Linked DNA regions of Mus musculus: regions 1, 2, 3, 4 and 5 are each linked to region 6. The links are chromatin contacts, called in public HiCAR-type, HiChIP or PLAC-seq and promoter capture Hi-C maps. All regions are on one chromosome and are shown on one strand. Each heading gives the region's core, a stretch centred on a gene start, on an enhancer-like site or on the middle of the called end of the contact. The rest is flanking DNA. Distances are from core to core; before and after follow the strand shown. Region 1 holds the start of Leap2 (liver-expressed antimicrobial peptide 2). Region 2 holds the start of Lyrm7 (LYR motif containing 7). Region 3 holds the start of Gpx3 (glutathione peroxidase 3). Region 4 holds the start of Shroom1 (shroom family member 1). Region 5 holds the start of Cdc42se2 (CDC42 small effector 2). Region 6 holds the start of Pdlim4 (PDZ and LIM domain 4).

Region 1 (3,702 bases), core at 140-2,639, 650 kb before region 6:
GAGACAGGGTTTCATTATGTAGCCCTGGCTAGTCTGGAACTCACTGTATATACCTGGTTGTCCTTGAACTTACAGAGATTGGCCTGCCTCTGCCTCTGCCTCCACCTCCCTGGTACTGGGATTAAAGGCATGTGCTACCATGCCTGGCTTTGGGGCATGGGGGGTTCTATTTCATGTTCATAAAGTTATAGACAAACTTACACATCTTCAGATGGTACACACCAGCCTAAAGAGTTCTTTGTAAAGAGCCACGACTTCTGCTCTGCCAAGACTCACTATTGTTAGCTTCTGCATTGCCTCTGTCATGAGATTCTTTGAGGAGTGGGTGCTCACCACACTCCCAGGTGGAGCAGCACCACTGGTTAGGGAGCCACTACTACTCCCTATAATGGATGAAGTGACTCAGTGAAGTGTCAATTCCAGACTGCCAGAACTTAGATTTGAGACATTTAATAGTATTTATAGAAAAATAAACTCTGACAAAGTTATGTCTATGTACAAATCAACAACATTCTAATAAGAAATGGAGACCAGTTTAAAGCAAGTATCCGTCTTTAAATATTAAAAACAAAGACTACTTCACTTATCTATCTCCAACCAAAATGTCGTTAACAATATTCCCCAGAACAGATCACTGTTGGAGGTGACTCTTCCCCAGTATGGACATCACTCCTGGGCCACACTTAGGGAACAGCGTCTTTTTCTAGTGGGGGGAAGAAAAGAAGTGATTAAGATTGGATGTAGACCTAAGGAGCCCTGGGACACCTCTGCTGCCTCCATTATTCCTTGTTTCATCTGTCGTTCAGTGTTAGGAATCTGAATGGTTCTTGACTGTCACGGAATCCCCTCCATGGAGTTCACAGCTTCATATATTCCCCCCACCCCCACCCCCACCCCACACCACTAATTTCAGCTTTACCCTTGGGTCTCTGTTTTCTGATCTCATCTCTCCCAGCTTTCCCAGTGCTCTCTGGTCCACCCTGTACCTGGGATCATCAAATACCTGCATAGTCTTGTGATACACTCAGAGTCATCCCGGCACGAGGCACCAATGGGCCTGAGGGAAACCCCTCTCCAAAATGGGGTCATTCTCCGGGATCTCTTTGCTGAACTCACTTCTGGTACTGGGGAACTATTGACCTGTAGAGCAAAGGCATACTCACTTTAGCTGAGGAAGCACCCACCCTCTGCTGCACAGCCTCAGAAGAAGGGCCCTTTGCAGGTTGCAGGAGATCGAACTGCATTTCTAAGGACTGAGTCTGACTTGGAATTCCACGCCACTACTGTTTCCTTCCTTACCTGACCCAGCAGCAGCAGGCAAGTCAGGAGCACTGCAAAGAGTTTTAGCTGTAGCATCTTGGCAAAAGAATGATGTTGGAGTCTGAAAGCCAGGGGGCAGTTCCCGTTTCCTTTTATAGACCGACACCTATCTGCCTTTCTCATGGTTGCCAGCTGAGATGGGGCAAAGTTTGTTTGTAATCAGGATCGATGTAATCAGTTAATGTGTACCCAGAGAATGTACTCAAGGACTACACTCCAGGCACACTGTGCTTACTGCTCGTGGACTTTGATGGTGTTGCTGGTCTGGACCCTTACACCCATCTTATCAGAAATCAGCATTGTCCTACCTTGCCTCTGAAAGCCATGTGAATCCATGAGGGAGACTAGGAACCTTGCCATACTTTTAAGATAACTCAGCAGGCTGGGAATGTAACAGTGGGGACGTGTGTGATCCCCTGGTTCAATTCCCAGAGTGAAGGAAAAATTCTTAAAATAGCTCAGTGAGATGGTTATAATCAAAATCGGATTCTAATAAAGTCTTCAGGAGTAATGTTGACCTCTGAGCTTTTCTAGGCAAAACCCACTGACCTGTTGTGTACAGGCAATTAGGGAGGAGATGTAAACAGACTGTCTATGGTGCTCTAGTTCCCCCATCAGTCTACACTGCCATCTTAGTAGAGACCTGGCTATAAGGAGCTCAAACTGTACCTATCCTTAGGTCTTCGTTTTTAAAGACACACGAGGGAGGAGGTAGCAGAAACTTTTTTTTTTTTGGTTTTCGAGACAGGGTTTCTCTGTGTAGCCCTGGCTGTCCTGGAACTCACTCTGTAGACCAGGCTGGTCTCGAACTCAGAAATCCGTCTGTCTCTATCTCCCAAGTGTGCTGGGATTAAAGGCATGCGCTACCACGCCTGGCTGCAGAAACTCTTAACTTGGTGTCATTACAGCTTAGGTACTGACAACACCAAATGAATCATGTAGTTCGGGCTTTGGTGGAGCACTTTCAGCAGCCTCAGGGCAGCAGGTGGTAAACTGAGTCTGAAGCCCAAACACTGGCAAGAATCTGAAGCCCAAACAGTAGGCAAGAATCCCTGTAGGTTTCTAGGCTAACACTGAAGTGTACTGAATGTGAGTGATTATGGGTACTAAATGGCAAGACCTTTGATGTTGGTAACAGCTTACCACATAGCCCAGGCTAGCCCAATTTTATAGTCCTGCTGCAGTCTTTGAAGTGGACCACTATACTCAGCCATGGTAGTTTTAAAATTTTTGAGAGGGAAAGCTGAGATTGAAATCAGGATGTGCATAGGAGCTTAGATCTCCGTATGACCATAAGAAACCACACACACACAAAAATTACAAATAGATTTCTCTCTTCCTGATCTGATATCTCACATAATCTTTCCAAAGGCTCTTTTCATCTTCATGATTAAGCATTTGGACAAAAATCTTGTTTCTTTGTCAAGGCAAAAATGGAGGAACTGCCGAAGTGCTGAAGGTAGCAGTTGGTCACCAATCTAAGCAAAGCTAATGTCACTAATTGCCAAGGGAGAAGTGTGGTGAATGTCAGAGCTGGGATGGGGTGGGATTTAATGGCAAAGATCTGGGAACTCCTCAGCATAAAGAGTCACTGAATAAAGCCAGGTTGTGGTGGCAATGCACCTTTAATCCCAGCCCTTGGGAGGCAGAGGCAGGTGGATCTCCAGGTTCAAGGACAGCCTGGTCTACATAGTGAGTTCCCTGATGGCTACATAGAGAAACACTGTCTTTTTAAAAAAAAAGAAAAGAAAAAGAAAAACAAAAACAAAAACAAAAACAAAAACTGAGTAGACCCTGCCTACCAAACATAACCAGTAAATCCTACCAGTTCAGAATTAGAAGACTAAATGGGAACTTGTGTAGAGTTGGGGAAAGGTTGTGTGGTGACCCAGTGAGCATTGAGTAAGAACACAGATGTGATTAGGTAAACAATGTGATGTCCTAGAATCAGGTCCCTGGGCTCAGTGCCAGCTTCTCTCTCCTTCACCAGTGCTCAGACATGCAACTCATCCAAAAGACGAGTTCTTCTTCCACTCCTCTATGTGTCTCTTCCTTTGCCCTGAGCAAAATCAAAATAGCCTTTGGTGTCGTTCCTTAAATTCATCATAGCCCAGTCAAGGGAAAGAGCCTGAAGCCCTGTGTCCTTTTCACACAAAGATCATTCATTCTCATGGGTGCAACACTGCCCAAGGCCTTCAGATTAAACCATCTGCAGGCCAGCCTTCCTGCCCAAGGAATGGGGTGTCAGGGGCAAGTTATTCAACAGCTCGACAAAGCCTGCATTTAAAGGGAATGTGGAAGCTACACTACCCAAAATTGTTAAACAATCCATCTGCTCTCTCCTGTCAAGTATGTTGCTAAATGAAGAGCTACGAGCTCCTC
Region 2 (3,633 bases), core at 530-3,029, 790 kb after region 6:
ATATGAATTTTAAAAGGCACCACATAGACTGTGCTTGAAATGTAGTGGGTCCTGAGTTCATTTCTCAGCACTACACAATAAAATATAAATTAAGCAAGAGGTAAAGAGACATATAGGCCCAGCACTCGGGAGGCAGAGGCAGGCAGATTTCTGAGTTTGAGGCCAGCCTGGTCTACAAAGTGAGTTCCAGGACAGCCAGGGCTATACAGAGAAACCCTGTCTCGAAAAAAAAAAAAAAAAAAAAAAAAGACAAACAAAAAAGAGACAGATAGGCAGGCAGGCAGAAGCACACTAGCACACGCGCGCGCACACGCACACGCGCGCGCACACACACACACACACACACACACACACGAGACTAGGTGTCTAGATGTCCCTGCATCTTAGAAAGTGGAGAAGGGAGGATCACTTGATCCCAAAGTTTAAGACCATAGGAAGTCTGCAGTGTGGAACACTAAAGGATAGTAATCGGAGTAATTTTATATAGTACTTCCTGGGGAGTGGGGGTGTCCATTAATATAAAAACAGCACCACTAGCTTAAGACCATTATCCTAATAAAAAGAAAATGGGGGCTGGAGAGATGGCTCTGAGGTTAAAGCACTGGCTGCTCTCACAAAGGAACCAGGCTCTTCCCATCAGCCATACTGCAGCTGACAACCTCCTGTAACTTCGGTTCCAAGGAATCTGACACCCTCTTCTGGCCTCTGTGAGTACCAGACATGCACATGGTGCACAGACATACATGCCTTGCAAATAAAATAGTTGAAAAAGTTATTTTAAAAGAAAATGTGATCTTCATTACCACAAATCTACTAGAACCGGCATTACATTGTAGCTAATCATATCTTTTTACTTATTATTTATGCACTGTTGGGCATGGAAGCCAATGCCTTGAAAATGCTAAGGGCTCCAACTTAAAAGTTAAATACAACCTCAGCCCTACTAAGAAACTTCTTTTCAAACGCAAAAAGTAGCTGGGCGTAGTGGCTCGGGAGTCAGATTCCCAGCACTTAGCATGAAGATTGCTGAGAATTGGCCGCCGGTGTGAGCTACAAGTCTGAGGCCAGCCCCTCCTAATTCTTAATCAAACTTCAGGTGTCTGCCTATAAGTCCCCGTGATTCTTAAATTTCGAGACAAGATCTATGTTGCCTGGGCTTGCCATCAACAAGTAGGCTCAGCAATGCTGCCTCTCGCCCACTAGAGATTTCTGTATTCCTCTAGGTAAGTTAAATCCTATTTATAGGTTCACAAAACATGCTGTTTATTAATTTGAAGCACTTCTTACGATTTTATTAGTTGTTTATAGTCTTCCTACTATGGAACTTCTTTATTAAGGCATAGGTGGTCGGTTTATGGTCATCAGTCTCCTCTATTCACTACCTTTCATGGATCAGCCATCCTCCTCATTCATTGTCTCGTGTGGCTGTCACCCTCCTCCGCTCCGCGCCCCTCGAGATCCACTCCCTCCTCACTCACTGTCCCCCCCTTCTCCACTGCAGCCCCTCCAGGTTGTCTCCCTCATCATTCACTCTTCCACATGGCTATCAACCTCCTCCATTCACGGTCCATAGGGTCGTCTCTCCTCACTGCCCTCAAAATTGTCACCCTCTACCACTCATTGCCCCTGAAGGTTGTCACCCTCTTACACTCTCAGCCCCCCTCGGGGTCGCCTCCCTCCCTTGCCGGGGTCTTGAGCCTCAGCATCCCTGCACCCTCCTCCCGGCCCTGTCACCTTGGCGGGCTGACCCATGGCTCCCCACGCCGCTGACTCCGCCTCTGAGGGCGCCCCCTCTTGGCAACCAATCAGGGCCGGGGCACAGCTGGCGACGCTCCGCATAGCAACCAATCAGAATGCAACATGTCCTTCCTAGCCCGCCTTCCCCGCAGGAGGAAGTTCAGGCGTTTGCTAAGCAGAGCTAAGTATAAAAACGCGAGAAGCCGCGGTGCCAAATTACGGACAGGAGGACGGAAGTAGCTGAGAAGCCATGTTTGTTAGGGGCAGACTTCACTCCGCCGCGCCTAGCGTGCCGCTCGCGCACACTGTTTGTTACTGGGTGGCCTCGGAACCTGCTCGTTTTTTATCTCTTGTTTAAGGGCGTGGGCGTCTCTTAAGTGTCTATATTATAAGGTTTCCGGGCTGTGACTGTCTCCTTGGGAACGTAAGCAAACAAAAGCTAAGTCCTAACAACCACAGCCCATACATATCAGAACGCTGACTCCAGAACGTTCTGTTTGTACATTCTCTTAATTATTCCCCCCAAAGGTGCGGTTGAGTTGCCTGCTCAAGTTCACACCCTTGATCCCAGAGCCTCCTCACCTTCTGCATTATTGCCCTACTTATCTTGCCCCGTTCTTTGGTTTTGCTGAGGTAGGAAATAATTTATTAGAAGCTTCATAGTAATAACCATAAAACATTTATATACATTTTAACTTAGTACTTGCAGGCATGGATAAAAATTTCCACCTTGCTCCTGTTCCGCAATCATTTGCGTTCAACATTCCTGTAACATTTTAGGCTACTTTTAGGTAAAACTGACTGTTTATTAAGAATCAAAGATTCTTAATCTTTGATTAAGCTGAGTGTGGTGGGATATACTTGAAAACCCAGTATTTGGAAGGTAAAGTCAGGAGCATCAAGAATTCAAGGACAGCCCTGGTCTAGACTATATGAGACTCTGTGTCAATCAAAAAACAAAAAGGAAAAAAAAATTCTGCTTTTGAGACAGGGTGTCACAGTAACCCTGTCTGGTGTGGAACTTGTTATATAGATCAGGCTGGCCTCAAACTTTGAGATCTGCTGCCTCTGGAGTGCTGGAATAAAAGTTGTCACCACCAAACCTGTACTCGTCCTCAGGAATGCTTTCTACCTTGTTCAAAACCTAGAATTGGCCCAGAACTCACTGGTTAGGCTAGACTGGCTGTCCTGGTCTCAGAGATCTTCCCATCTCTACCTCCCCAAGGCTGGGATTACAAATGTGAAATACCATGCCTAGGGAGTCTTATATAAGAACACAAAGATAATTGTCAACTTTTAAAAATTGTTATTGATGGCTGGAGAGCTGGCCCAAAGCCTAAGAACACTGCTGTTCTTTCCAGAGGACCTGAGATTATTTCCCAACACCCATATGGCAGCTAACAACTGCCTGAACTCCAGTCCCAGGGGATCTGACACCTTCTGGCCTCCAAGGACACGGTATACATACACATCCAGGTAAACACTCATACACTCATAAAAATAAAATCTCACTAAAAATTTCTTATTGAGGTTTTATTTATTTATTTATTTATTTATTTATTTATTTATTTCAGGACAAGGTTTCTCTGTGTAGCCCTGGCTGTCCTGGAGCTCACTCTGTAGACCAGGCTGGCCTCCAACTCAAAAATCTGCCTGCCTCTGCCTCCCCAGTGCTGGGATTAAAGGCGTGCGCCACCACTGCTCGGCTGCAGAAGTGCTTTTAATAGAACCAATGAAATCAAGTGTAGTGGCTATTGTCTTTCATCCAAAACAATAATCAATTAGATGATCTTATACTGTGGTGGCTTCTGTAGTACTATAGATCAATTTCTTAAAAAAAAAAAGTAATTTGTAATAATAACTTCTGATTAGAAAGTTAATGAAAACCCTTCTATG
Region 3 (3,740 bases), core at 593-3,092, 830 kb after region 6:
AAGCAGCAGTTTGCTTTCTTATACACATGAAGACCACCCATAGTGGCCTGGATTCTTCCACATCAATTATCAATCAAGAAAATGCTCCCACAGGCCAGTCTGATAGAGGCAATCCTCAACTGTGGCTCCTTCTTCCCAGATGACTCCAGTTTGTGTCAAATTGACAAAACCAAACCAAACCAAACCAAAACCAATGCAACCAAGCACTGCTCATGGACACAGTCATTCAAAACCCAAAGCCTGAGTATTGTGAGTGGGTCACTCCCAGAGGATACAGAAAAAAAGGGCAACAGAACAACATGGACCAGAGACTGTCTTCTGGTAGGTTATCTGCCACAAATTTACTGCAGGAATTTTCATAAAGGACTGCAAGGTTGCTAGGCCTCAGGAACTTAAGGTTTTAGAATAGTGATATCAATTAAAAACCTACTGTGTCAGCTAGTCACATGCCTCCATGGTATAAGGGCTTCCTGGTCTCCAGGTTCTTTCTACTTCAACACAATGAGTTTATCCATTTATTTATTATTGTTGTGCTGGAGGTTAGAAGTCAACTCTCAGAAACCAGTTCGTTCCTTCCTTGCACCCTTGGTTCTGGAGATTAAACTCAAGTCATCAGTTGCAAGCCCTTTTATTACACAGCCTTGTGAGGGCTTTTACCTGCTGAGCCATCTCACCAGCCCCACCATAGAGCCAGGCCTTATGAGTGCAGAAAATTTCAAATTCCACGGGTCACATTAACTCCCTGAATCATAGTAAAAGCATGGTACTTCGAGGCATCTCTGAGTCAGGAACTTTTCAGAAGGCCACCTAATCTAGGACTCACACAACCAAGACTGGGGTCAGGGGCCTTCGAATCCCTTCTGCAATGAGTCTGAAGGCAGAGGCTCAACACAGTGGTTCTGATGTGCAGCCCAAGACTGTCCTAACAGCTCTCCAGCCCACTGTGGTAGCAAGGCAGGATGCACCAAACCTCTATTGCAGACCGGATTAAGCCTGGAAGCTCTCAATCTAGAGATGCCTGGCCTGACCTTATATGAAAGCACAAACAAATCTGATGATTTAATGATTGATTCAACAAATATTTAAACACCTGTTGTGTACACTCAAGAGACTCCTGGACTAGGCCTACTGCTTAGAAGCAAATCACATAGTCAGAGCCTGGGAGACCTTAGAGCTCATTAACCAATCCCATCATTATAGTAGAGGAAACTGAGGCTCAGAGAAGGGAAATAATGAGTTTAAGACCACAGAGATAGACACATAATTTTTATGTGCTAATTTAAAAAAAAGGTGGTGGTGGTGTATTTTCTGGTTCCTACTCTCCTGAGCTGTCACCCACAACCTAACCGAGAAGGCTGAATTTAAAATCACGTTCACAGATCCCTCTAGCTTGCTGATGCTGGGGATTGAATAAACCTATGGCCTCATGCGAGCTGGTCAAGTGCTGTACCACTAAGCTACATTCCCAGTTGGCGCAGGGTCTCAGTCTGTAGCTAAGGCTGCAGATTGCACTGAACCTACGCAATCCTCCTGTTTCAGCTTTTTGGATTCTGCGATTACAGGCGTGAGTCTCTACACCTGGCTCACACAGTGCTTATTATTTGCACTAACGGGTTCTATGTTAAGTCCTCGGGGCCCTAGGTTTTCAGAGCTTGGGGAAAAAAGCTGTGTCCTGGGTGTTGTCTAGAACCTTGGCCGCGCCCATCTCCTGTTCTTCCCAGGCAGCCGGGCCCCCTTCTCTTCCTCCTAGGCTTGTGTCACCGTCGCCCCGGTCTGGGGAGAGGAGGAAAAAGGGGCGGGTATGTCTTGCCCTTTAAATCTTAACCGCGTTGCCATTGGCTAGGAAGCCCCCGCCTGGCTGCGGATTGGCCACAGTGGATGGCTTGAAATGTGGCTGAGCGCTTCGGACACCTCAGACGGACGGTGGCCACCCCAAGACGCGCCCCAGCCCGCCATGGCCCGGATCCTCCGGGCATCCTGCCTTCTGTCCCTGCTCCTGGCCGGGTTTGTTCCGCCGGGCCGGGGACAAGAGAAGTCTAAGGTGAGTGAACCTCCGGAGCTCAAGAAGAGTCCATGGCACCCAGGTGTCCACTGCGCGACTGGGAGAGCCACTGCTTCCCCAGAGGCACCGAGAGCCTCACTTGTAACCCTCGGTCTCTGCGCTCTTCCAACACAGACCCGCGTGCTTCAGAGGGCAGTACTAACCCAGGAGGGCAGTCTTTCCCGAGTTTATACATTTTCTTCCACTGTCATCTTGGGGTCGCTGGTGGCCACAATCCTGAAAAAAAATTGCCGGGGAAGAGGGTGGGCCGATGGTTTCTTCACTCATCCCAGGGCGCTGGAGGCAGAGATCTGTGACAGGAAGAATTTTTATTTGGGGGCGCATCCCTTTCTGGGCCTCAGTTTCTCCATCAGCAGGGCGTAGCTGGAGAGGATGGCTGGAAGGCTATGGAACCCTGCAGTTGCTTTCCCTATTCACAGTTCACTGGCCTGCCATGCATGGAGCAGACACTGTAGCTAGAGAAGCCAACCCAGGCCAGGAAGTCTTCTGGAGCTTCATCTCTCCTAGTCTAGCTGTGGTACCCTGAACTGGAATAGAAATGGCGAGCCTGAGGGCAGATGCCCCGGCATGCTTATCTTCTTGGTCAGGCCTGTGCTGGGTGGGCTCTGTAGGCCTCTCCTCTTCCCTAGGGTGAGAATGCAGAAAGCATGAACCCAAAGAAAGAGACTGTGGTCCCCAACTTCACACACACCATGCACACCATGCACCCCTGCACACTTGCATGCGTGGGCACAAAACTGGGTAGGCTCTAGCTTTGAGTTTCTAAAATCCTCAGGGTCTTCCTTCTAAGATCTTGTATGTCCGAGAGAGAGAGAGAGAGAGAGAGAGAGAGAGAGAGATTGATTAGGGGGTGTGGTGTGGAGATGGGGTGGGGGTGGACGGGGGCACTAGCCCTGTGCCTTTAGTGTGGGAACTGCTTGGGTTGGGGGTTGAATCCTGTCCTGAGGAGGCTGCAGGAAAGCACACTGGCCTTGTGCTGTCCATAGAATGAAGGAGAGATGGGTGAGTTCAGAGGGAAGAGAGAGAGCAGTCTAGAAAAGTCTTAGGGTGTGGTGTTATCTTATCTCATAACTAGCTGAAGCTTCTGGCTCCTCACAGCCCAGGCATGCCCATCTGAGCTCCCAGGTCCTTGGAGTTAACACATTACAGCTCTGGCTTCTGGGATTCAACTGCTTGCCTGGATCCAACTTCAGAACAAGGGAACAGGGAGGGGACGTGTGCAGACCCAGTGTGATAAAGCCACTGAAAGATGTCCTCTACACTCAAAGGGAGGGGCAAGGACAGGGAAAGCCTCTGTCTGGTCCAGGTTACAGCTGCAGAAGGCTTTGCATAGCTGTGGACTACCAGCTGCTGACGTGGCATCCTAGTAACCACTGGTTTCTAGGTGACTGACTGCACAAGGCAGAGAGCATCATGGGAGCACAGGCTGACGTCAAGGCTGAAAGGCCTTAAGTGGACCTGAATCCCACTCCATCTTACAGTTGACAGGCTGGAATCCTGAGAAGGGGGAGGGATGGTCACACACTGCCAGAGGCCCAGCTGGGTCCAGCTGCCATCTCCAACCTCTCAGACCTGTCATGCTCCCAACATCTCACCAATGGGTGTAGGAAGATGGAATAGGGAAGACATGGACCAGTAGTAGCCCTAGGCATCCAGGAAGCTTAGCTCAGTGTATTCC
Region 4 (3,367 bases), core at 846-3,345, 610 kb before region 6:
CCTGGGCCTAGAGAGCCTGAGGTCTCTATTTTCCGAGGTCTTCTAGGGATAGAGGAGACAGCCAAGGAGCCTGACTCCTGAGACACCTCCCACCCCACCCCGTTCCACTTTTCTTCTGTGAAAAGGAGAAGCCGACCCCAAGACCTAGAAGCTGGCCTACCAATGCCAGTTAGATGTTGGTGCTGCCAGGAGCTGAACTGACATTCACAGGAGGCCTCACAAACCACTGCACAAGGCACACACGGAACATTCTGTACCAGTGAGGATCAGGACACAACCAGGACTGTCATCAGATCGGACACACACAAAACATAAACACAGTCCACAGAATGGGCAAATGATTCCATCTGGGATACTGAGTGACTTTTCTCAAACCGTTGCTTTTGCAACTAGTTTCTCTCTCCCTCTCACCAACCCCCTCCCTCTGCCTGTCTCTGTCTCTGTCTCTGTCTCTGACTCTGTCTCTGTCTCTGTCTCTGTCTCTGTCTCTTTCATTTGTATATGGTAGACTGGAGAGACAACTGAATGGTTAGGAACACTTGCTATCCCAATAGAGGATCTAGGTTTGGTTCCCAGCTTCCATGTGGCAGCTGTCTGAAACTCTAGATTCAGGCCAGCCTAGGCTATGTAAGGAGACTTACATAAAAATGAGAATCTAGATGTCTCTCCTCTTCTGTGGCTCTGTGCTTTCTGAGACTTGGGCAAGTTCTCCAGAGTCCTCAAATGGACAGACTTTTACAGAGTTGGAGTCACAGAGCTTGCTGACCATGAGACGAATGGGCAGTGGGGCAGTGGGCAAAGTGCTTGCCACTCAAACATGAGGAGCTGAGCTTGGGTCTGCAGTAGCTAAGGGAAAAGCTAGGTGCCACAGCTTACATTGTTACCCAGTGCAGGGGACATGTGGTGTGTGTGTGTGTGTGTGTGTGTGTGTGTGTGTGTGTGTGTGTGTGTGTGTAGGCAGACTCATGGAGTTGGCTGGCCAGCTAGTCTAGCCAAATTGATGACTTCTGTGTGAGACCTTGTTTCAAAAAATAAGGTGTAGAAATGATAGAATAAAATACCCAATAGTATCTGGGCAGTGTTGGCGCACACCTTTGATCCCAACACTTGGGAGGCAGAGACAGGCGGATTTCTGAGTTTGAGGCCAGCCTGGTCTACAAAGTAAGTTCCAGGATAGCCAGGGCTATACAGAGAAACCCTGTCTTGAAAAATCAAAAACGGAAAAAAAAAAAAAAAAGAAAAAGAAAAGAAAAGACCCAATCTCGAGAGGTACACATGCATACACCACACACACAGAGAATGAGGACCAGGTGGCACCGGTCATCTGAGCTGAAAAAAAGACTCCAGCACTCAGGATGTACAGACGGGAGTTTAGGAGTTCAAAGTCTTTACCAAAAGGTGAAGACCCCACTCCTAGTAGCAGATTCGAGCACATAAGTTCAGGGCTCCGTTCGGTGTGGGTCTGGTGGAGGGAGCTATGGGAAGCGAGGAGACAAAGACAGGAGAGGAGAGCCTGTGGAAAGAGTCCAGTAGGTGGCATGGTTTTGGAAATGTGGGTCTGAAGAGCAGAGTTGATCAGGTAGCCAGCCATCTAAAGCACACTCAGAGGGAGAGAGAGCATGAGGCAGGAACTCCAGGCACATCTGTTTTCATCGTGGAGTTTAAGAGAACCGGCCGGGAGAGATGGTCCAGTGGATAAATGTTCATGTCACCAAACCAGATCTTCACAGTTGGAATCTAGTACTCCACAGGGTGGAAGAAAAGTACCGACTTCTCCACAAGGGAGCTTCCCCCATTACTTACTTCCCAAATTATTAAGTAAATAAATAAATGTAATTTTTTTAAAGGTTAAAAGAAGAAGAAGAAAGGAAGGTGAGCCTTTGTTGCCTCCGGGAGGGTTTGACCTCCGCACTGAGGAGCCTGCTGGTCCATAAGTCTTGCCTGCGGATCCGGCAGTGCTTGGAGGATTTCGATCGCCCTCCGGCTCGAGTTCTCTGCGGTGGTTAGAGGTCCAGGGCCGGGGACTAGGGCCACGTACAGAATCGCAAGAGGAAGGGGCGCGGCTCCCGCAGCCCTGCCGCCACTCCAGACTCCGGCCCCTCCTCGGCCGGAGGTGGCGCCTCCCCTGCTGCGGCCGGAGACTGGAGGTGGCGTCGGGAGCTGGAGCCCAGGGCTCGGATGTCACTGAGGGATCGCCGGCGCCCTGAAGTGCGTCTCGGGCTGGAGCCACAGGTACGCAGCGGGACCGGGTGAGGGGACACACAGCGCGTGGTCCACAGATCTGCTTCCCAAAAGGGAGACAAGGACGGGAGGGTCGGGGCGGCGACAGCGGTGGCCGCGAAGCAGCCTGACTGACCGTCATTCTGTCTGGACCTTCCGACCCGGAGTCCAGACCGGCCGCGCCAGTGGAATCGGGCCCCTGCGCACCTTTACTCTCGGCCAGGCCTGGCAGGGGACAGAGCTGTCCAGGTGGCCCAGCTGTTGCAGGGACGCAATGTACACAGTGGCGTCCGTCTCAGGACCCTCTGTTCTTGAGCTTCGATTGCTGGAGAATCCGGGTCCCTCCCAATCCCCCGATCTTCCCGGACCGTGAACCCCACTGAAAAGGCCTAGAAATGCACTGATCAGAGGCCACCCGCTCTCCTAGTGTTCCAAGCGCCTCTTTCCTCACCTCTTTGTGTGGTTCTGCTGCCCCTTGTGGTCCCCAGGGCTTAGCTTTTGCCCTGGGGTATGTGCTGTACCCATGGCAGTGACCATCTTTACCTAGGTGTCATTCACCCTCTGCTTTTTCTACACCTCCTGGAACCTGCGTCTCACAGAGTCTGCCCAAGACCAGCAGAGACTGTATAACCAGCTACTATGTTGTAAAATAGATGTCTCACAGGGGTGCAATGTCACCCATAGCTTTGGAGACTAGAAAAGAGAACCAAGGAGTTTGCCTGAAAGCTCACCCATCAGACCTAGCCTGGAATGCTAGGATTTAAGATCTGAGCATTGAACCCTGAACCTCTGACTCTAAGGAGAGTCAGGGAGTGCAGTTAACAGCCCTCCAGGTACTGAGGGAAGGCTGGAGGCAAGGAAAGGCCTGCACAGGTCCTCACAGGAAGACAGATGGGAGGTGGCCCTTGAGAGGACTGTTTCATTCCCGATTAGCTCGGAGCTTGACTTTTCTCCAGTGCCTCTCCTGTTCCCTGACCTGGACTTACATGTGTTGCCTTGGTCTGGTTTTGCCCACTGAAAATTGTCTTTATCAAATTTCCCAACAAACCTTGCCTGAAGTCCCACGTCTGGTTGCTTGCCTGGGTCCACCTTCACTCGAGATTCAGCCCCCAGTGCCAGCTTCATCCTTCAGGTCTGGTGTTTCCAC
Region 5 (3,501 bases), core at 496-2,995, 720 kb after region 6:
ACCATCTTGTTGAAACCATTCTTCCTGTCGCTTTAAAACCTACTGGGATTTTTATTAAGCTGACAAATGAAACCATAACCCAATAATCGTGGCCTTAAAAAGTTACTCATTAACTTTTAAGTAGGATGCTATGAATGAACACTTCCTGAAGTTCACCAGCCATTTTTCCAAGTGAAGTAGCCCTAGGGGTCTGGGGAGGTCCTTACTTGCTACATCGATACTACATAATGAACTTCATGCTCAAGCTTAAGAGAGAAACATTTCCAGGTTTTGTTCCCTTCCACAAACAGAATTCAAAAATCTCTCTGTGCTTAATATGTGTCTAATGAGTATGCTGGGTAAACTGTGATGTTTAACCACCAAGGCGACATTAGATCCCCTCCCCTAAAGTTCAGAGCTCTCTCTCCCTGGCTCATAGAGATCCAAGACTGACCATGCCACAGTCCCTCCAAAGCCCACACACATCTTTACTCCTACTACATAGAAAGCTAGACCTCAAAATGCACCCCAAACATCTTTCTCAATTATTTTCAAAGAAAAGGAGAAATCAGGCCTGCTGAGAAACAGAAATCTGTAAGCCAACTTCTCTCAAAAATTTCACATCTCAAAGGTACTATCTGCTATGCTGGCTGGCAATAATGACCAACTAATTATTAATAGTTTACATGGGGATGGGGGACAGAAACTTGCTAGGCATTCTTTCCAATAGTCCTTTATCTGAGTCAAGAAGCTATGTGCCTCATCTTACTAGTAGGAACAGTTCTGTGTGGTGTTTTAAGATTCATTCATTATATCAATATTTTACTAAGCAAGGGTCCTTTAAGAGCATTTAATTTTCTTTCTTTCTTTCTTCCCCCCCCCCCCTCTTTTTGTGGCGGGTGGGAGTACTGGGGAACTGAACTACTCTGGGCCGCCTCCTACATGCAAGGCAAGTTCCCTACCACTGAGCTGTACTCCCAGGCCCAGAACGTCTCAGTGCTGCGCTCTGCACATCACTACCAAACTCCTCCAGGAAAGCTCGGCAGTAGCAATCACTGCCGCTAAAACGGAATTCCCAGGGTTGCCTGAAATCAGCCGGCACCGGGCTGCTCCTCAGCTCGAAATGCGGACGTCAGCGAGCCGCTACCTACCACACCCGTTAGTAATGCTCACCACCGTGGCCGCGAGCTCCCGGTGCAACAACCTGTAAGAGTCGCCGCAGCGACTGCGAGGCAGTGGCCCGGCTTCCTCTCTCGGGGTCCCAGGCAGGCCGGGCGGGAGTCGGGGTTCGGGAGCCCAGCCGCTCCGCGCCGGTCCAGACTGGCGGGGCTGCGGACTGGGGGAGGGGTCCGTAGCGCCTCCCCCATCGGGAAGGTGCAGGCTACGGTGAAAGCTGGCCTCACGGAGAATGAAGAGAACCATACGCCGGTCCTCGCGTGAGGACCTCGCCCAGACTGGAAAATGGAGCCGCCGCAGCCTCAGTCAGTCCGCAGCCCCAGTCTGCTGCCCCAGTCCGCAGCGCGGAGAGGCCCGGGCCGCGCTCGCCCTCAACCTTCCGAGTGGCGACCCTACACTTGGCGCCTCGGGCGGCGGGGCCAACGTGGGGCCCTCTCCCTCACTCACCGTCGCCTTTGTCTCCGCCGCCTGCTCCAGCCGCGCGGCTCCGAGCGCCGGCTCCGAAGCTTCCAGGATCTCCACACACCAAGCAGCTGCGCTCCCCGCTTCGGGCTCCGCCCTCCCGCCTAGGCTCTGGCGCGCAGAGGCGGAGCCACAAGCGGTGTGTGCGGCTGCGCGGCTACGCCCCCACTACAAGGACACGCCCTGTCCCCCCCCAGTAGGCGGGCTGGTAGCTGTGAGGCCCCGCCCAGTGAGGGAGTGGCGAGACCTAGGGGATGCTAGGCGCGCAAAGAGTGACCGCTGGGTGGGCTACGGGGAAGATGGATGCCGCTGCCTCGCGCCACAGCACCTTCCTGTCCGGATCCAGCCGTAGACGTGCCCGGGCGAGCAAGGCGCTGCTAGGCAGAGCTGGCCAGCACCAGATGTCTCTCACGCTCAGATCACGTTACTTTCAAGGAATCAGAATCACTGACTCATTGGAGAGTCAAGAATATCTACCTGGCATTTGAAAAGTTCGTCTCTGTGACTTCTTGTGGGATCGTTTTTTTTTTTGGTTTTTTTTTTTTTTTTTTTTTTTTGGTTTTGCTTTGACGTTGTTTGAGGGAGGGCCTTTTTGTAGCCCCAGAGTGGCCTCAAACTCACTATATAGGTAAGGATGGCCTGGATCTTGTGATCCTCCTGCCTCCGTCTCCCAAGCGCTGGGATTACTAGTGTATGTCACAAGCTTAAGGACTTTTGGAGTAGAACCCTGGCTGACCTGGAACTCACAGCAGTCCTCCTGCCTCAGCCACCACATTTTATGACTACATTAACTTTACACTTTAGGCACCCAGAAGCAAGAAACAAATGGACGCCTTCCCACTGAAATCTAGCCACACATACTCAGACAGGGAGCTGCATGACCATCACTATTGATAGGAAATTTCTAGCTTGTTCAGTGACAAAACTGGAGTACTCCTTGGTTCCTCTTATTCTCAATTTCACATCCATTCTGTCCATAAGGGTAATTGGCGTGGTTCTACATTCAAACAAAAAGAAAATCAGACTGTTCATCTACATTGTTTCTGTCATCCGTGGTCCCAGTCACACTTCAGTGGCTTTCTTAAATGACCTCCCTGACCACCATCAACAAACTGTGTTGTCAAAACAAGAGGGAGAATATCCTCCCGCAAGGAGAGTCAGCTCATGTCTCATCCGATCAAAATCCACCAGTGTTCCCGTTACTGTAGAAGATAACATCTTTACAATGGCTGACAAAGCCTCTGAGATTTTTTTTTTTCCCTATAGGTCTCAGAATTCATCTCCAGTCTCACTGGTGCTTGCAATGTCCAGTCTATACTCAGGGACTAGGACATTCTCTAATGTCTGCCTTCTCCCCTCAACTCCACTCAGATCTTCTTTAACAATGATGCGTAGCCTAAACCCACTTCTTTACATTGCTACAGGCTCAATCCTTCCCCCATCTATCTGCCCTTGTTCTCCTGTTCCCAGAACAGTCTGCACAATTTATTCTGTTAATTTTGCTCCTGTCTTCCCCACTAGAAGCTGGGTGTTTGGGTTGGCTGGATTTGATTTCTGCAGTGCTGTAGGTGAAACCCAGGGCCTTGCTCTGGCTTGGTGAGTACCACACACATGCAGACCTTTGAGGCTGGGGATAACTGTTCTAATCAACTAATCAGTCCCAAGTGCCTAGAGGAAATGAAAAAAAAATTAAATACCCCCAAGATGTTCAACAACAAAAATAATCAATTTTATTTTCAGTTTCCTCTTGATTCCACTTTCTGCCAGTCAACCAACCATTAGATTTTAACCTACATCAGACCATAAACATTTGGACTTCTCAGTTCTTTTGTGTACAGTAACCATTTACTTGATGTTTGATGCAATTTTTGACCAGTGACATCC
Region 6 (3,595 bases), core at 218-2,717:
CACTGAGCCTGTCAGCGGCCTCACACCCAGGGTGCCTGGCCTGCCGGCTGGCCTAACACCCTCACCGTTCTTTCTTTGTAGATACACAGACCCACCAGGCAGACATAGATGCTCTGCCCCCCCCCCCCCACTTCCCACCCCCAGCGGGGATCTCTAGGGAGAACAAGGAGATGAAAGTCACAGGGATGTGCTGAAGGCATACCTCACTTGGCCCCAGGGACCTAGTGGTAAAGACAGATGTTGGAAGCCTCCTAGGACAGCTGGTCCTGCCTGTCACCCAGGCCCCCATATAGAGGATTCCACAATTCCACACCCACCCAGTGACTACCTCTTCCCAAGAACTGAAAAAGAAATCTCGAAAGCTTAGCCCAGCCTTCAGGGCCAGAAGAAGCAGCAAAGTGGTTCTCCAGTCCCCCGACACACTTCCCCAAAGACTCAAGCAGCCTCTGTGGGGTGAAGGGATGTCCACATCTGTCCCCTCCTTCTGGACCCAGAGCCACTAAGGGCAGAGCCTGGGTTCTCTTCTCTTTTGGCTCCAAGGCTGGGGAATCCCTGCCTCAGGCCGGAGCTCCTCCCTGCTCTATCTTCAGACCAACTCCCTCTCCAGGGCTGTGCCCCCTCCTCTTTGCCTCTGCCTTAGATCTAGGAGCAGGGTATGATCCTGGGACCCGTGGGGAACTGGGCTGAGGCTGTCCTGGTCCATGGCTTTGTGTTGGTTTGTAAGGAGGGGGAACCATGCCTCATTGTCTCCCCCTTGCCTGGAAGCTAACAGTCCCTCTTGGTCACTTCCCCCAGAGTGACTGAGGCCAGAGAGGAGAAACTGAAGTTCAGAGTGGGGAAGTGGGTGGACTTCCGAGGACAGCAAGACCCTCCTAAGGCCACCCGGACCTTTAACAGGGGAAGTGGGTTTTCAGTTACTTTGCCCCAAAACTTCAGGCAGGGTTGGATCTGAGGAGTTTCTGGGCCTCTGTAGAGCTGTCCAGACTCCTGGCCCATGTCTGAGGGTTCTTCCCTGGCCCACAGCAACTTCCCCTAAAGAAACTTAGCAGCGGGAAGTTGGTGTATGAACTCTTGGGGATTCTCACCACCAAACGGGGCAGGCAGGCTGTGCGGGAAGCGGGGTGGGACTGTGTTGCCCTGCTGGAACCCCCCTTCACATTATGTGGGTCACCAAGACCAACACTCTGCTTTCAAGCTTTCGACACGTCGAGGATCTGGGTCCTGGGTCTACTACAAGGACAAGGTCTAAGCCCCGGGACTACCCCGCTGCCCCGCGGGGGTCGGACTCACCCGCGAGATGGTGAGGGGAGCACTGAAGTCCCGGCCGCCCACCAGGCGGAAGCCCCAGGGTGAAGGGCCGCGCAGGGTCACCGAGTGGGTCATCGCGGGCCGGAGCTGCAGCCAGAGCTGGAGCCGGACACGGAGGAGTCGCCGCCGCTGTTGCCGCCGCCTGGCCGCCGCGCCCCGCCCCCGGGCTGCCCGCCCCCGATCCCCCCTCCGTTCGTGCCCGCGCCCCGCGCGCACACCGATTGGTCCCGCGGACTCCCGACCCTCCCACTTTGGGGGCTCCGAGGACCCGCCCCTCACTTTCCCAGGCTAAACCCCGCACCCCCCACCCGCTTATTGAAGCCCCCAGAATAGGGTCCGCTTGGATGTCTGAGTTCTGCCTGGCTGAGGAGCCGAGCAGGCTGTGGAAACTCAGACACTAGGCACCGGCCCTTTGAAGTCGCTTTTACGGGCCGGTGCTCTAGCCCGGGGAGGGATGCAGGACTGCGGTGGCTCTGATGGGGGATGGGGCCGTGCCTTGTTCCCAAACCACTTCCACGTTCTGGCGGGCCAACCTGCCTCCCCACCTTTCAGCGCATGGAACCCTCTGAACACCGGCACACTTAGAACCTTGGGCTTGAGAAGCCCTGGACTAGGGACACAGACCCAAGACAGCAGCAGGCCATGGATCTATTTGGTGGGCTACGGGGGGCGTGGGTGCAGTAGAAATAGAAAGGTGCCCAAACTAGTTTGCAAAGGCAAAGCTGATCTCCTAGAGGAGTTGACCTTTTTCTGGCATCTAGAAGCAAGGCGCATGTTTTTTTTTTCCAGGTACCCCACCCCCCACCCTCGGCTTCTTGGGCCTTGTCTTGTTTCCATCTCCCTTCAGGTCATCTTGTCTGCCAGGGGTGTTGTATCTCTTAGCTTTCTGGAAAGGAGAGCAGGCTGGAGCAGTGCCTGTCTCCCAGTGGAGGAGCAGAAGTATTTGGAGCTCGCCCCCACCCCACTCTCCAGGGCTCCTCTCTTCCCCAAGTCTTCACTTCCAACCACTGTGTGCCCGGATGTCCTTTAACAGCTTCTGGAGGTACAATGGTTTGGCCAGACTACTCTCTGGGTACCTCAGTCTGACCACATCAGCCATCAATTGCTTCTCCATACCCAGAGGAGGCAAGATCCTAGTTAGTCAATATTCTTGGCAACCCTGTGTTCTCTCTTACCCTGTTGTGACATGTGACACGTGAGTGACTCGGACTGTGTGTGTGTGATGCTGATGCTCACAGGGTAAGAGATGAGAGGGACCACTGAATCTCCTACATCTGGAAAAGAGAAGAACTGTCAGAGAGCTACAATGTAGGGGTGTCTGTCCTGATGTCTTCCTGGTGACAAAGAGTAGGACAACTTGAGAGGTACCAAGTAGGAGATCCCAGGCCGCTTGAGAGGTACCAAGTAGGAGGTCCCAGGCCGGGATGTCCTCCTGGTAGGGAGGGTGCTGCTATCCCCTCAGGTGGGAGAGGAGTGACATGGATTGAGTGTGTGACACGGATGCATGCTTGAGTGTGTGGAGAGTGAGAGGGACACACAGATGTTGGGCTCGCAATACTGTGTGGCAGAGGTTTGTGCTCGGCTTCATGCAAACAGGGGTCCCACATTGACAGGCATATGGGAAGGACCGACAGAATGGTCCCTGCATGGTCTCTGGGGGCTGGCAACCAGATGCTCCCAGCCATTGGATCCTTCTAAGTGGAGTAGAAGGGGTTCAACCACCAACCACTGGTTGTCCTGAGGGTTGAATGTAGAGCATGGGCCGTGGTCAGAGACCTCTCATCTGGACCCTCAAGAGCCACAGTATATGTGACAGCAATGAACCTTGCTGCAGGGGAGGTGGGGAGTGGTGGGGAGACGAACATAGTTCTTCAGGAATCTGTGGAAACTCCCTTTCCAATGCACCTCATAGTGGATTCTGGGAACTTTTTTTCCCAGATGTTCTTGTTTCTCTCGATTGATTTGCACCTCCCCAAGACTTGTCTTTCCCATCTTGAATACTCACATTACTTTCTTGGAGGAGGGCCTTCCTGAGGATGACCTCGCTGCCATCTTTCTTCAGAGGCTTCTCTCACGGGGTTGGAGATGAGGGGGGAGTGGGGAGGATGGTTCTAGATTCTGCTATATCAGCATTGTGCAGAGCCTGGGCAGGTTAGAAGGATGCACGATAGATATCCAGGCCTGTGGCTGTCATCATCCACGTGGGCTCTTGGTGACATCCCTGACCTGAAAGCATCAGCAGCCCACCTTTAAAAGCACCTTCCTATAGGAGAGAGGCCTGGGTAGG

The links. Promoter capture Hi-C pulls out the DNA fragments that hold promoters and counts their contacts. HiCAR-type assays count read pairs that join an accessible place to other places. HiChIP or PLAC-seq counts read pairs in DNA pulled down with a chosen protein or histone mark.
Region 1: a contact with region 6 is called in a FOXA1 HiChIP or PLAC-seq map of pancreatic cancer cells. The contact joins the promoter of Leap2 here to the promoter of Pdlim4 in region 6. A contact is called at or near these places in 1 of 39 promoter capture datasets (embryonic stem cells), 1 of 115 datasets of contacts at active chromatin or transcription factors (pancreatic cancer cells) and 1 of 9 other capture datasets (adipose tissue).
Region 2: a contact with region 6 is called in an H3K27ac HiChIP or PLAC-seq map of embryonic stem cells, with 4 times the contacts expected there. The contact joins the promoter of Lyrm7 here to the promoter of Pdlim4 in region 6. A contact is called at or near these places in 9 of 39 promoter capture datasets (the 3T3-L1 cell line, 3T3-L1-derived adipocytes, cranial neural crest and 5 more) and 8 of 115 datasets of contacts at active chromatin or transcription factors (the NIH/3T3 cell line, astrocytes, embryonic forebrain and 5 more).
Region 3: a promoter capture Hi-C map of liver shows a contact between it and region 6, with 2.5 times the contacts expected there. The contact joins the promoter of Gpx3 here to the promoter of Pdlim4 in region 6. A contact is called at or near these places in 3 of 39 promoter capture datasets (hippocampal neurons, liver and second pharyngeal arch cranial neural crest).
Region 4: a promoter capture Hi-C map of the SN4741 cell line shows a contact between it and region 6, with 2.9 times the contacts expected there. The contact joins the promoter of Shroom1 here to the promoter of Pdlim4 in region 6. A contact is called at or near these places in 5 of 39 promoter capture datasets (the 3T3-L1 cell line, the SN4741 cell line, liver and 2 more) and 1 of 115 datasets of contacts at active chromatin or transcription factors (pancreatic cancer cells).
Region 5: a contact with region 6 is called in a HiCAR-type map of astrocytes, with 2.1 times the contacts expected there. The contact joins the promoter of Cdc42se2 here to the promoter of Pdlim4 in region 6. A contact is called at or near these places in 2 of 39 promoter capture datasets (cranial neural crest and second pharyngeal arch cranial neural crest) and 1 of 115 datasets of contacts at active chromatin or transcription factors (astrocytes).

The regions. Positions count from the first base shown.
Region 1 is chr11:53,421,747-53,425,448 of GRCm38.p6, forward strand. It overlaps Leap2 (liver-expressed antimicrobial peptide 2), which reads right to left and starts at 1,390. Exons shown (of 3, transcript NM_153069.3): 1 at 1,300-1,390; 2 at 1,004-1,140; 3 at 435-703. The coding sequence starts at 1,356. The coding sequence ends at 667. Aff4 (AF4/FMR2 family, member 4) reads left to right here. Exons shown (of 21, transcript NM_033565.2): 21 at 1-84.
Region 2 is chr11:54,858,818-54,862,450 of GRCm38.p6, forward strand. It overlaps Lyrm7 (LYR motif containing 7), which reads right to left and starts at 1,780. Exons shown (of 5, transcript NM_029327.5): 1 at 1,735-1,780. The coding sequence starts at 1,752. Gm31490 (a long non-coding RNA gene) reads left to right here and starts at 997. Exons shown (of 3, transcript XR_879859.2): 1 at 997-1,223; 2 at 3,099-3,213.
Region 3 is chr11:54,901,012-54,904,751 of GRCm38.p6, forward strand. Gpx3 (glutathione peroxidase 3) reads left to right here and starts at 1,843. Exons shown (of 5, transcript NM_008161.4): 1 at 1,843-2,041. The coding sequence starts at 1,955.
Region 4 is chr11:53,455,110-53,458,476 of GRCm38.p6, forward strand. It overlaps Shroom1 (shroom family member 1), which reads left to right and starts at 2,096. Exons shown (of 8, transcript NM_027917.3): 1 at 2,096-2,232.
Region 5 is chr11:54,785,958-54,789,458 of GRCm38.p6, forward strand. Cdc42se2 (CDC42 small effector 2) reads right to left here and starts at 1,746. Exons shown (of 6, transcript NM_178626.3): 1 at 1,603-1,746.
Region 6 is chr11:54,067,550-54,071,144 of GRCm38.p6, forward strand. It overlaps Pdlim4 (PDZ and LIM domain 4), which reads right to left and starts at 1,468. Exons shown (of 7, transcript NM_019417.3): 1 at 1,291-1,468. The coding sequence starts at 1,383.